Linked DNA regions of Mus musculus: all the other regions are linked to region 3. A link is a contact called in public promoter capture Hi-C data. All regions are on one chromosome and are shown on one strand. The core of a region is the stretch at or near the end of the contact, and the rest is flanking DNA. Distances in the headings are between cores, read along the strand shown.

What was found. Promoter capture Hi-C pulls out the DNA fragments that hold promoters and counts their contacts.
Region 1: a promoter capture Hi-C map of liver shows a contact between it and region 3, with 3 times the contacts expected there. The contact joins the enhancer-like site here to the promoter of Mgll in region 3. A contact is called at or near these places in 6 of 39 promoter capture datasets (the 3T3-L1 cell line, 3T3-L1-derived adipocytes, hippocampal neurons and 2 more) and 1 of 115 datasets of contacts at active chromatin or transcription factors (kidney).
Region 2: a contact with region 3 is called in a promoter capture Hi-C map of liver, with 2.2 times the contacts expected there. The contact joins the promoter of Uroc1 here to the promoter of Mgll in region 3. A contact is called at or near these places in 3 of 39 promoter capture datasets (embryonic stem cells and liver).

Annotation. Positions count from the first base shown.
Region 1 is chr6:90,448,325-90,452,868 of GRCm38.p6, forward strand. No RefSeq gene overlaps it. Among named protein-coding and RNA genes, the nearest start is that of Klf15, 12 kb to the right of the region's middle. Within about 2 kb of position 2,052, at least 36 of the 459 cell types and tissues checked have an H3K27ac peak or open chromatin away from gene starts, as enhancers often do. A contact at or near this core is called in 3T3-L1-derived adipocytes, kidney and liver, where this site is marked.
Region 2 is chr6:90,330,641-90,335,014 of GRCm38.p6, forward strand. Uroc1 (urocanase domain containing 1) reads left to right here and starts at 2,649. Exons shown (of 20, transcript NM_144940.2): 1 at 2,649-2,804. The coding sequence starts at 2,679.
Region 3 is chr6:88,721,423-88,726,039 of GRCm38.p6, forward strand. Mgll (monoglyceride lipase) reads left to right here and starts at 2,990. Exons shown (of 8, transcript NM_011844.4): 1 at 2,990-3,149; 2 at 4,279-4,423. The coding sequence starts at 4,299. Gm26588 (a long non-coding RNA gene) reads right to left here. Exons shown (of 5, transcript XR_377840.3): 3 at 293-405.

The DNA.
Region 1 (4,544 bases), core at 802-3,301, 1.7 Mb after region 3:
TAAGGAACCTGGTGAGGATCCAGCCTGAGGTTTCCCTCCCTCAAATGTCCTTAGCACTTGATAGACACCCCCACCACTAGCCTCCTGGTTCTACCCACCTTCTCCATGTTCTGCTGCTGGTAAGTCAGCTCAAGAGATCTTCAGAAGATCTACGTTGGAGCACATCATCACCCAGTAGCCTCCATTCAACTTGAGTCACATCCTCCCTTGGGCCCACAAGGTCCAGCATCTACTCTTATTGTCCTTGGGCTGCAGCCAGCCACACCAGCATCTTCGATGCTTCTTAATCACACCAGACTCACTACCCCAAGACCTTTGCTATGCCTGCTGCCTCCTCCTCAGCCTCGACACTTTCTGGACAAGTCTTCTCCTATCAACGTGTTTGGAGTCATTGTCCACATCCCTATCCTGGCTCCACAGTGTCATCATCATCCTGTCTTGTGTCTTTCTCATTTCTGTCCCTTCTGACACACACATGCCTGGCTATCTGGGACACATGGAGGCAGCCCTGCTAATGTACCTTCTCGTGTAACTCAATGGTAGACACAGTTGCCTTCCACATTCTCTAATGGGACAGATACCCCTACAGCCTGTAGCATGGCTGAATTGGGAGTCTCATATGCTATAACCTGGCAATTCAGATGCCCTGACTTCGAAGAGCCTCTGTAGGGTAGGACTGAGTACTACTCAACTGTCCACACTGGGGCTGGACCTAAAACAGGACTACATTTGATAGGCAGTGGGGGTGAGGTGGGCTCTGCACCTCAACCCTTCCCTGCCCACAGACACATACCCCAGCACAGAGGCTGAAGGCCACAGACCTCACTTTCCTTAGAGCTCTTGATGTTAAAGACTGCAGACATTTCTGACCTCTCAACAGAGGCAAAATGCCCAACGCTTTGAATCAGCCAGAGGCATGGAAGGGAGCCCTAGTCAGGAGGGGAATAGGTGAAGGGCCATGCCAGGTGACTGCACATACCCCTCAAAGAATGGGGGGACATCCCTGCACTGTGCCACCGTGATCTCCAGGAATGTAAAAGGAATGGGAGCTGGCTCAGAGCCACAGTGCATTCTGATGCTACTTGGGCAGAAGAGTCAGCAGCCATTTAACCTACTTCTGCCTCAGGGACCCTCACAACAAGATTCCTGGATCATTTGTTGTTGATGTATACCACAGCGCACATGCAGAGGTCAGAGGATTTCTCCTCCCAACTTTATGTGGTGGATTCCAGAAATCAAAGACAGATTTCCAGACTTCCATAGACCCATCTCCCCGGACCCCACTGGTTAGTTGGTTGTTTTGAGACAGGGTTCCATACTGTAGACCAGGCTGGCCTCCAACTCAGACACATCCTGCTGCTGCCTCCTGGTCTCTCCTCTCTCCAAACCTGCCAGATGCGGCAAAAGCCTCATGTCTGATTTTTTTTAATTAGGTATTTTCTTCATTTACATTTCAAATGCTATCCCAAAAGTCCCCCATACCCTCCCCCACCCACTCCCCTACCCACTCACTCCCACTTCTTGGCCCTGGCGTTCCCCTGTACTGGGGCATATAAAGTTTGCAAAACCAAGGGCCTCTCTTCCCAATGATGGCCAACTAAGCCATCTTCTGCTACATATGCAGCTAGAGACATGAGCTCTGGGGGTAATGGTTAGTTCATATTGGTGTTCCACCTATAGGGTTGCAGACCCTTTTAGCTCCTTGAGTACTTTCTCTAGCTCCTCCATTGGGGGCCCTGTGATCCATCCAATAGCTGACTGTGAGCATCCACTTCTGTGTTTGCTAGGCCCCCGCATAGCCTCACAAGAGACAGCTATATCCGGGTCCTTTCAGCAAAATCTTGCTAGTGTATGCAATGGTGTCTGCGTTTGGAGGCTGATTTTGGGATGGATCCCCGGGTGAGGCATCTAGATGGTCCATCCTTTCGTCTCAGCTCCAAACTTTGTCTCTGTAACTCCTTCCATGGTTGTTCGTGTCTGATCTTAAGAGGGCAGACTTACTGCTTGTTTGTTGCAGCAAATGGAATGCCAGCAGGAGGCGCTAGTGAAGTGAGCATGGGTCCTCCCTCAGGACTGCTGCCCAGAAATGGTCTGAATATCCGCACTGGACAGTCTCATTAACGAGAACATGCAAGACATGTTACAATCACTGGGTCTTAAAATGGACATGCTTGGGGTCTGGGGAGATGGGTCTGTGGAAGGCTGGAAATCTGTCTTTGATTTCTGGAATCCACCACATAAAGTTGGGAGGAGAAATCCTCTGACCTCCGCATGTGCGCTGTGGTATACATGTGCACCCTCCTCCCTTAATAATAACAGTACATTTTTCTTAATGGACACACTTTTCAGGCCAGCATCTCAAGGGAATGACCCCTGTGCTAGCCTTGACAGTATGGGCAGAGGAGGTGGTCTTTTCTTGTGTACCCTCTCATGACGCACTGAGTGACTGAGTCTCATAGAACCACTCCTGCTCTGGAAGCCAGCTCATGTGTCACCACCCTGGCAGCTAGAGCGCTGGCAGGGTCCTCTGGAGCCCACAGTGAGCCACCGCTGCTCCCTGGTGTCCTCCTCGGGCTCCACCCACACTGGCACAAGCTTTGTCCTTTGAGCCAGCCTTGCCTAGGGACCTTTGCACACCCTAGGCTCCCAGCCAGGACTCCTCTAGCTGGACCCTCTCTCAGCCTGGGAAGGTGCTTGAACCCTGTAGGTCTCAAAAGTCCATTCTAAGAAACCTCAGTCATGTTCTGTCCCATCCTGTCCGTCTTCATTCCTGACAGACAGGCTAACCAATAAGTGAGGGCTTGAGAGAGCTATGCTGGTCTGCTAGACTGTCCTTCCTCTCTCCAGGCTGAGGCAGGGTTTTACATGTGGCTCTATAGAACCCGGCTCTCCTCCACTATCATTCTCTGATCTCCATGCCCAGAGACTGAGAATCAAGGTGCCTACTCAAGTACTGCTTCCCTTTGGTTTGTCTTCACCCCTGGGGTTCTGACCCTGGTTCTCAGCCTCAGCAGTCCAGGCCATTACCTTGCAAGGTACCAAGTCCTTCAACCTAACAGTTACAGCTGGGTGCCACTGGTGACACATCTGTCCTGGAAGTAGAAGGATCTTGTCTCTCTCTGCAATCTGGACTGTATCCCTGCACACGCCTTTGCTCTTTCATGCTCTTTAGATTCTCAGTACCTTGTCTGAGACCTAGGGAGTGACACCTGTCCTGTAGTACAAGGTACAAACTGAGAGCCTAAGGGAAGGCCAGTACTCACTACCCTAATCGTGGTGAATTAAATAGCCACCATCTCAGGATGGCCTGGAATGCTGTATCCTCTTTCCTCTGCCTCTGGCTGTGTGGTCACAGGATGCCGCACAGAGACCCGACACGTCATAAGATCAGTGGGAAGGACTGGGAGCCAGGACTGGCCAGTCTGTGCAGGTGAGGTCCTGACTTGACCTAGGCTGGGATAAAATTCCAGCTGCTCAGAAATTTCAGGTTTGATCACACCGTCTCTGGGAGTGAAGAAGCCAATACCTTGTGGGGTGACAATGGGACCATGCACATACAGGACCTTGATGCAGAGGAATTTTTCTAAGCAGATACCAAAGGCAGGATCATAGCAGTATTTAGCTTTAGAAATGTAAACAAATTCTGCCATTTCAAAAGCATGTTGGCGGCTGAGCGTGGTAGCACATGCCTTTAATCCCAGCACTCGGGAGGCAGAGGCAGGCAGATTTCTGAGTTCGAGGCCAGCCTGGTCTACAAAATGAGCCAGGGTTACACAGAGAAACCCTGTCTCAAAAAACAAACAAACAAACAAAAAGCATGTTGGACACAGATAAGACTGGGTTTAAGCATCTTTCCCAAGCAAACAATTCATATGCTTGGTAAGAGAAAGTGTCTGGATACCAGATCTGCAGGGGGTGCACACGGGTCCTCCCCAGGGGCTCACAGTGTTAGTCAAGAACAAATAAGCACCTGGGAACCTGCATCCAGCAATTATAGGATCACAGAGCAATATAGTGTCGTGTTTTCCCATGGGACCAGCAGCTAGCTGTCACTTTTCATCAAATGATGGAACCAGGAAAGGCGGCCTGGGAACCCATTGGGACTGGACCTATGGGCTGGACTCCCAGGACTGGAGATGCCAGAGAGCAATTGGGTCCCAAATGTCACAATGAAAACACATAGTTCTCTATGCTGTCCATCACATTCCCCTTTAAGAAATTGGAGAGAGGCTAGGACTGTGTCTCCAAGTGCTTGCTTGCTTACCACACAGAAAGCCTTAGGTTCCATCCCAGCATTGTATAAACTGGGCATGATGGATCCCACCTGTAATCCCAGCACTAAGGTGCTAGAGGCAGGAGGATCAGAAATTAAAGGTCTTACAAGGTCATCCTCAACCAAACCTTGAGAGTCCAAGGTCAGTCAGAGCTACAAAAGACTGTCTTAAAACAAAGGAGTGGGGGTGGGAGGCAAAGACTCTGAATGGAAGTCAAGAAGGAGGGTGGAGGGTCAGGAAGGAGCTAGGGTGGAGCTCAGTACATACTCA
Region 2 (4,374 bases), core at 1,399-3,898, 1.6 Mb after region 3:
GATTTGTTTAAAACAGCCTAAGACTAGGAGTTACAGAGACAACGTGTGGAGCAGACTGAAGGAATGACCATCCAGAGACTGCCCCACCTAGGGATCCATCCCATATACAATCACCAAACCCAGACACTAATGTGGATGCCAACAAGAGCTTGCTGACAGTAGCCTGATATATCTGTCTCCTGAGAGGCCCTGCCAGTGCCTGACAAATACAGAAGTGGATGCTCTCAGCCATCCATTGGACTGAGCATAGGGTCTCCAATGAAGGAGCTAGAGGAAGTACCCAAGGAGCTGAAGGGGTTTGCAGACCTATAGGAGGAACAACAATATGAACTAACCAGTACCCCCCAGAGCTCCCAGGGACTAAACCACCAATCAAAGAGTACACATGGAGGTACTCATGGCTCCAGTCGCGTATGTAGCAGAGGATAGCCTAGTTGGACATCAATGGGAGAAGAGGCCCTTGGTTCTCTGAAGGCTCTGTGCCCAGTGTAGGGGAATGCCAGGGCCAGGAAGCAGGAGTGGATGGGTTGGTGAGCAGGGGGAGGGGTAGATAGGAAGAGGGGGTTTTCGGAGGGGGAAACCAGGAAAGGGGGTAACATTTGAAATGTAAATAAAGAAAATATCCAATAAAGTAAAAAAAAAATTGGAAAGAGAGCTAGAGATAAATATGGAAGAGTTTAGTATAAGGAAAGGAAGTAGGAAAATCTTGTATTCATATTATAATCTCAAAAATAAAAGAAGTAGGGGCTGGTGAGATGGTTCAGCAGGTAAGAGCAACCGACTACTCTTCCGAAGGTCCTGAGTTCAAATCCCAGCAACCACATGGTGGCTTACAACCATCCCCAACGAGATCTGACTCCCTCTTCTGGTGTGTCTGAAGACAGCTACAGTGTACTTACATATAATAAATTAAAAATAAATAAATAAATAAATAATAAAAGAAGTAATAAAAAGTAAGTTTACTTTAAAGTGACACGTAAAATATAATGTGTATGTATTTAAGTACCATTACTTAATATTTTCAATATATCTTACATATTGATGTATTAAGTTAAATATTTCTGTGTACACAAACTCATATTTAAGGTGAAAAGAAATGATATGCACTTTTATACTTTGTCAAAATTTTTTTAAAAAATGCACAATGTGAAAAAAAATTCTAGGACTGAAACTCAAGGGTAGATGGATGATTAGCATATCCCTGGAACAAAAAATAAAAAATAAAAAAATAATTAAAAATAAAAAATAAATTTAAAGAAAAAGGAAACCTAATCAGAAGCACACAAACTCGGGGTAGCATGTTACTTTATTCACCTGTGTACCATGAAGGATTTGGGTGTCAGCTGAATAGAAGGCATTCAGGATGAGTTGTGAGAGTTGTGGACCCTTCTGGACTTTGTGAGTGTTGTGGACCCTGTGGGCTTCTTGGTACCCTGGGGGTCCCTTCATAGGAGCCTTGTGAATCCTTCCTTAGGGACTTTGTGGGACTCTTTACACTGTCATGACTGGTGGCATCTGTCAATGGTGATTAACCCCACCTCCACCTCTCCCCTCCCTGGGATTCCCTGGAAAACAAGTGACTTCTGGGGCTATCCAGGAGTCACAAGACCGGCTCCCAAGGATGCAAAAATACTCTCACCACAAGGCCACCCAGAATGCCCCCTGGTGTCCCCAGACGCAGGACTGCAGACAGAGACAGATCTGCTTTTCTAATTGTGCTATAGAACGTCTTGTTGATGTCTTCACACCACTCCCGCATGTACACTGGACTCTTAAGCACAGATGCCATTTCAGTGGTGTCTCCATCCAACTGTGGGGTCCCAAGTCTCCAATATGAACTTCACTCATAACCAGCTCCAGGACTTCAGGAAGTCTCCTTGCCTCTCTGACCTCAGTTTCCTTTTCAGTGACATGGGACTGGAGTTCTGAGGGCCAGCACAAGTGCCAGCCACCTCATGTACTGCTCTAAGTGACCAATGGTTCACCTTCCCACTCTGCCAAAGGCCGGGTGACATGACCTTTTTCTGCAGATGGAGGAGTAGGTCACCACCCACCTGTGTACACAGGGACAGAGCAAAGGGCATGAAGTTGGCCAGGAGTGGACATTTACCAGGATCACTGGGACTCAATGGTGGACCTTTCCTGGCTAGGGGCGGGGGGAAGTGACACCTAGCATTGGCCTTTGGTCCAAGGCCAGGATGTGGAGAAAGGCTTTTATGCAGAGCTGTTAATGATTAGAGGTTGCTGGGGGCATGGAAAGCTGTAACCACACCTACCTTCCCCTTCTTGCTCAAGTGTCAGGGAAATGGAATACAAGGGACTTGCTTCTGTAGAGCTTGAGCCAGGTTCAATGTCACATGACTGCCCACCATCAATATTCCAACATTGCCACTTTTTAGACCCCCTCTAAGATTGGAAAAAACCTCACCCTCAAAGCCTACCAGCACCCCAAACTCATACCCATCTAACTTGGGTATGACCCCAAGGAGTTTCTCCTCTGGCAAGTAACACTCAGGCAACCAACCTATCAGGCAGTGATCCAAATGACCTGCCCCTTATGCCCTCTCTGGACCCAATGAGGGGCTGGAGGAGGTGGCCCTGGGGCTGTCCCCACCCTGCTTGCCCCTGACTACCCAGTCAGTCACTTCATACTTGCCTCCACCTCAGCTTCTGCAGACATGTCCAGCCTCCAGGAACTGTGCTCTGGTCTGCCCCTACGACCCCTTCCTGAGAACCGGGGTCGCTGGGCTGGGGTGCCACATGCTCCGGTTAGAACTCCGAACCTCAGCCCTGAAGAAGAGCAGGTAACAACTGCTACCCAGTCCTCTGGGGCTCTGGGGCCCTTTGGTACCTTTTAGGTGGCCAAGGTGGCTGGATACCCCTCTTTCTTTCCACATATTAGCTGTCCCTGTCCCTACCAGCTCCCAGCGAAGGGTGAGGGGGTGTGTCAGCATCTATCAGACTGACATTCTTCAGGTGAAGCCACACCTTAAGACTCGGAATTGGGGCTCCCACTTCCAGATGAGGACACTGGGGCTCAAGGTCACCCAAACAGTCTGTGGTGGTGGTGCTGCAGCCACCTCTGGTGAGGAACAGGAAGAGGCAGGGTGTGAAGTGGCCCTAGCTCAGCACCTTCGCATGAACCTTGTCCAGCTCCAAACACTGAGTGACCCTTGTGTCCTCTGCAACAGTTTTTCTTTGCCCCTACCCCAAAACCTCCCGTTGACTGCAGCTGTGTCCATTAAGGACACAGAAGTGCAGGGAAGGATGACAGTTCAGGTAGCCCCTCACCTGGTGGCTCCCTTTGCACAAGGGATTTAGGCCAAAGAGCTTTCCAAGCTGCCAGACTGAAGTAAGTCCCTGAGCCATGAGAGGCTGCTTTTCTGAAAGACACTGAAGTACAAAAGCTAAATAAAATGCCCTACTACCACCCTCACCCACAGACTGCTGTTCTGGGGAACACCACTCCTGGGCTTTTCCAGAGCTGCCCACAGTCAGGGAGCATGTTTCAGAGCTGCTGGGGTAGGACACTGGTGGACAGGAGCCAGGAATGAGAGCAAACAAAGAAATGAACTGAGGGTCCTAGAAAATGGGGTAGCACCGGGCAAGACAGGGCTGGTGCTGGAGAGGAGCCTACGGTAGAAGGACTGGGGTGGTGGTCACCTTGTCTTATCATTTGACCTGTCTCTTCTGCTGAGCTCATGTCTCTGCTGTGGTTAATGTTCTTCCTCCTTGGCACCAGTGCCTTGAGTAGCCACAAGAGCTGGGAAGGCTCTGTTGCTCCAAGGGCCTCTGCTGACACCCCTGTGGCTGGATGATGGTGATTAACCTCCACAGTGTTTTGTGGTAGCAGAAGGGCAGCCAGGAACTGAGAAATCGGGCCCCTTTGGTTTTATTCCTGTACGTCACCCTGTGTTTGAAGAGTACAACAAACATCCTTAAAGGAGAGGTGACTTGCAGATCTGAGGAGTTAGAGTTAGGAAGTGACTTAGTCTTCCCACTATGATGAAGTCCCAAAATTTAGTGAAAGCTTCTCTTTCGTTGACTTGCTTTCCATTTGGGGTGTGTGTGTGTGTGTGTGTGTGTGTGTGTGTGCTTACATGTGCACACATGTATACATATGTGGTTGTGTGTGTTCCTGTGTGTCTATGTGCTTACACACACATATATATGTGTACAAATGTGGTTGCATGTATTCCTGGGTGTTTGTCTGTGTCTCCATTATGTGTTTGCACATGCCCACACATGTGTGGATGTGTGGGTATACATGTGGGGTTGCATGTGTTCACGCAGGCGCGCATGCGTGCTTGTGTGCATGCGTGAGTGTGTGTGTGTGTGTGTGTGTGTGTGTGTGTGTGTGTGTGTGTTCAGGTG
Region 3 (4,617 bases), core at 1,740-4,239:
GTGGCTTTATTCAGAATTAGCTGTAAACTAGAAACCACACTGTTCAGTACTGTGGTGCATCTAAGCTTGGAACACGGATAATCAAACACAGATTGTGTTCAATGGGAAAAGTACTAAAGGTTACAAGCAGTATCTATCTCATGATTCCATTTGCAAAAGAACCTGAGATGACAAAACTTTAGAAATAGAGAACAAAGCCAAGACTGCCAGAGGCTGTAGGGAAAGAGGAAAAGAATGGGAAGGAGATGTGCCTCTGAAGAGAGCTATGAGAGGTCTCAGTGGATGGAAATACCTTTTCTTGATTGTATAAATCCAATGTTATTCTGGGTATGGCGGCACTTAGGATGCAGACAGGTAAATATCTATGAGTTCCAAGCCATACGGTGCTAGAGAGTAGGACCCTGTCTCAAAAAAATAAAATAAAATAAAAAGTAAATCTAATAGCATTATGATATTGTTCTGTGTTTCTGAAAGAAGAAGTTGCCATTACAAGCAACTAGCTTAGTTTCTCTCTTCCTTTTCCGGGGACTTACTGTGATGGGTAAGGAAATCTCCATTTTGTGCTAGGCACCCATTCTAAATTCCTAAAAGATAAGCTTCAACAACTCTGACTCCTTGTCCCCCCTCCTCAAAACTGTAAAACTGCTGTGAGATAATTCACTTCCTACTCTGGCTTTTGTATCCCATGTATCGCTTTTGCCAGGGCATGGGACAGCTCCTTTAAGGTTGTCTACAGAGGGAGACAAACAGATCCACAGCTGCAAGGACTGAAAGCAGTTTCTCCCTCAGCTACACACTGCACACAAATGAGACGTTTACAGTGCTCACCTTTACAAACCCTTCCTCTACCACTCCTGTGTGGCATGGCCTAATTTGGCTTTTAGGCTGTCGACCTGCTAGCAGTAACTAATAAATTCATTTAATTATAATTTGGTTTAAACCTATGGTCTTTCCCCGGTGGATTTGAATGCTACTGTTGCTGAGGATGGCAGAGAGCTCATGGCCTCTAGGGATGGCTTATCTCATTCCCTGAAGAGCCAGACTACAGGAATCACACAAGGCTCTACTCTCTTAACTCTCTCTCTGATCAAGCGGGAGCAACTCTAGATTCAGGGGAGACTCTGTTGACAGCTCAAGGGACCGTTCTTCTCAAAACTCTCAAACCATTGAAAGTCACAAAACACCAGTGCTAGGAACATTCAAACCCGTGGCTTCAGGACCCTGCTACCCTTGCTCTCAGTAAACCACAGCTGAAGTGAATAGTAAGGATACTGTTAAGGCCCAGTCCAGCTTTGAGAACAGGCTCCCAGTCCTTCGCCTGAGCTTGCTTACCCTAATCCTGACCTGCCAGGAAATACAAAATCAACTCCAAGAAGTCATTTAGCCACTCCTTCTGTGTCCAAGCCCTGGAGACCTGCCTAAGGCAGAGGGTGAGCTAGGTCCTTCTGCATGGCCTGCAACCAATCTGTCTTTCAGAGACCCCTTTTACCATTCAAGTCAAGTTAGATTGCAGCCTCACCTTAGGTGGACACTACCACTGTGCTGCCCTGACAATGATACTATTCAACCCTGCTATTTTGCAAAGTGGTTGGCCAAGAAGAAAGCCCTGGAAAGCCTGAGGAGATGGGTGTGGGTTGGGGTCATCCTTCCTCTGCAGCTGTCACTCACAGGTGGCAGGCATAGGACACAGTGGACAGGCTGTAAATTTAGTGCTGGATTCCAGACTCCACAGCCACATAGGCAGCTGTGCTAGTGGGACCTGGATCCTGGGGCACCTAGGGGAAATGGTTTCATGCAGTGTGTGTGTGTGTGTGTGTGTGTGTGTTTGCTTGCAGTATGTCTGCTTCCTTCTCAGAGCTCTAAGCGCTTGTGCGTGAATGTCACGCATCTTTAGCTCTCTGGGTGTATATGGTGTGTTGTTTTTCTCTGTTGTGAACAAAAACATGGGGAAAGGAGCTACTTCTGCTGCTGAGGCGGAAAACTAAAGGGAAGCTGTGTCTGCTGAGATTAGCTGGCTGATTAAAGTTTCAGTACTATGGAGAGGTTGGAATGTTCCAGGTCCAGAGGCAAATTACTTTATTTTGGGCTAAGTTCGGGCCCTCAGGAACAGCCATTTCTTTCTTGCCCCTCTTTGTTAGAACTAACTTCTTGAGGCAATAGATGAACACTGTTTAACTATTGATTTAACACGATAGTTAGCTTCTACAAATCCAAAAGTTAGCAATGCTATCAGATAGCATTTTGAGCCTATAGGAACACTTTCCCATTTCACTGTTACCTGACTCTCTGTTGTACCCACCAATGTATTTTAAACTTGCCTTGATATACGGCTTTATCTGTTCTGTAAAACTATTTTAAAAACAAAACAAAACAAAACAAAAACCAAAAAAACCCAAAAAACTTCCCGAAACTGCTTTCACATAGGAACATGGAATTAGGGGTAACTTAAATCTGTGTTTCCAGCTCATGGTCATTCAAAATGGCTCCAGAATAATCTTTTCCCCTGTAAGATGAGAGCTGTGGTTTCTGCGCTGACACTCACTGTGTGTGTGGTGTGTTGTTTTTATCTGTGTGCATGGTGTCTAGGGCGTGTGCGTCCATGCTGTGTGTTTGTATTCATGTAGTAACTGTGACATTCACTTGTACCTCTGTGTGTAGTTTGTATCTGGGGAAGGGTCCTGAGGATGTGTCCTTGTGGGTGTGCCTACACCTGTGCTATCTGAATGTGGGTCTCGCACGTGTGCAACTGTAAACATGTGCATGCAGTTCTAGTGAGCGTGTTTCTGCTCCGGGGACCAGTGTGAGGGTCTGTGTTCTCGACTGTGCGCATGGGCTGGAAGGGCCCCATAATTCGGTTCAGTGCCCCGTGAAGGTCCCCCACGCGGCCAGGAAAAGCGCGAGGCAGGTCGGCGGGCGATGCCCCGCTCCTCCCCGGGGGCCGGGCACACGTGGGGCCCCGGCGCCGCCTCCCCGCGCGTCCCCACCCAGCGGGCCGCCCCCGCCGCCGAGCGGCTGGGGATAAAGTGGCGGCGCAGACGCCGCGCCCTATCGCTGCGCAGCCGGCCGCGCGCAGTAGTCTGGCTCTAGCCCGCCGCAGACCCGGACCCGCGTGGTGCTCGGGGAACGTGACAGCGGCGCTCGTGGCCCGGGTAACTGCCTCCCGCCCCTGCCTCAGGATAGGAGCCGCCGCCAGGGGTCCCCTGCGCGCGTGTGCGTGCGCACGAGTGTGCGCGCGTGTCAGCGTGTGCGCGTGAACGCGCCCCTCGCGCCCTCGCACCAACCCCCAAACAGACTTGTGCCCGTCAACTGCATCTTCCCAGACCGGTGTGGGAACAACGGCCAGGTCCACGTCCTGTGTGGCGTGCCGATGACAGCCGCGAGGTTTCCTTCCCTAAGCGGTCGCGGGCGGGCAAGAGGCAAAGTTTGTCGGAGAATCGGGGTGACTTTGCTCGGGGACCCGCATCTGCGCGAATGCGCGGTGCCGCGGAGCGCGTCTCGCAGCAGCTCCGGGCTGGGGACCGGCTGTCCCTCGCTCCCGGAACCCCTTCAGGGGTGTGTTCTGGAAAAGTGGCGACATGAGCTAGAGCTGGAGCAGCAGGAGGGAGCAACTCGCACCCCTGCAGCCCAGGCGGGGAGGGCGCGGACCCCGTGGTGCTGCCCTGCGGCCGCGATGAGGGAACAGCCCTCGTTTGCCTGGCGCTGATACTCGAGGCTGTGGCGGTAGTGGAATGCAAAAGCCAAGACTAATGGAAACAGGTTTGTCATGGCATCTTTGGCATTCAGAAGGGAAAAATCGCTTGGGGCGCGTCACCTACTTATTATGCCCCCTGAAACCCGCACAGTGGAGATTTTAGGAGAGATGGGTCCTTGCAGCTGGGGCTTTGTACCCACGGAACTGACTGTAATTTCCGCTTGATTACAGCTAAAATAGTCTTTAAGATGAAGTTTCCTGAGATGATTTAAAATAAACACAGATGGGAGGGGGGCTATACTGAGGCACTTTAAAAAAATAAAGTGAGCATTTTCTTAAGGACAAACAGGACTTTTCAATCTTGAAGGGGTTTGCAAGAGATGTATGTAATTTTAAAATATATATATCAAATTGGGGTTTGGTGGGGTTTTTTTTGTTTGTTTGTTTTGTTTTTTGTTTTTTGTTTTTTGTTTAATTGCCTAGAAAAGAAGCCACAGCCACAGTCCTGACTCAAAAAAGGCTTTCTTTCCTCCCATATGGACATAAGTGTATTTCTGACTTTAGAATATGTCCACCTTTCTTCCAAGGGCCTAAAGACCCCTGCAGGATGCCTGAGGCAAGTTCACCCAGGCGAACTCCACAGAATGTTCCCTACCAGGACCTGCCTCACCTGGTCAATGCAGACGGACAGTACCTCTTTTGTAGATACTGGAAGCCCAGTGGCACACCCAAGTAAGTCCTCTCCTCTTCGTCCTCCTTCATCGCACCTGCTCCTCCTCCTCCTCCGTCATCATGAGGGCCACCCTTTCCGTGACCTGCCTCTCATGTCACTGACACCCCTGGCACAGCGGTGTTAGCAAAGTTGTGAGCTATACTTTATGCTTTTCTTTAAAATGACGGCTCAAGAGTTCTCTTTTCACTACAAC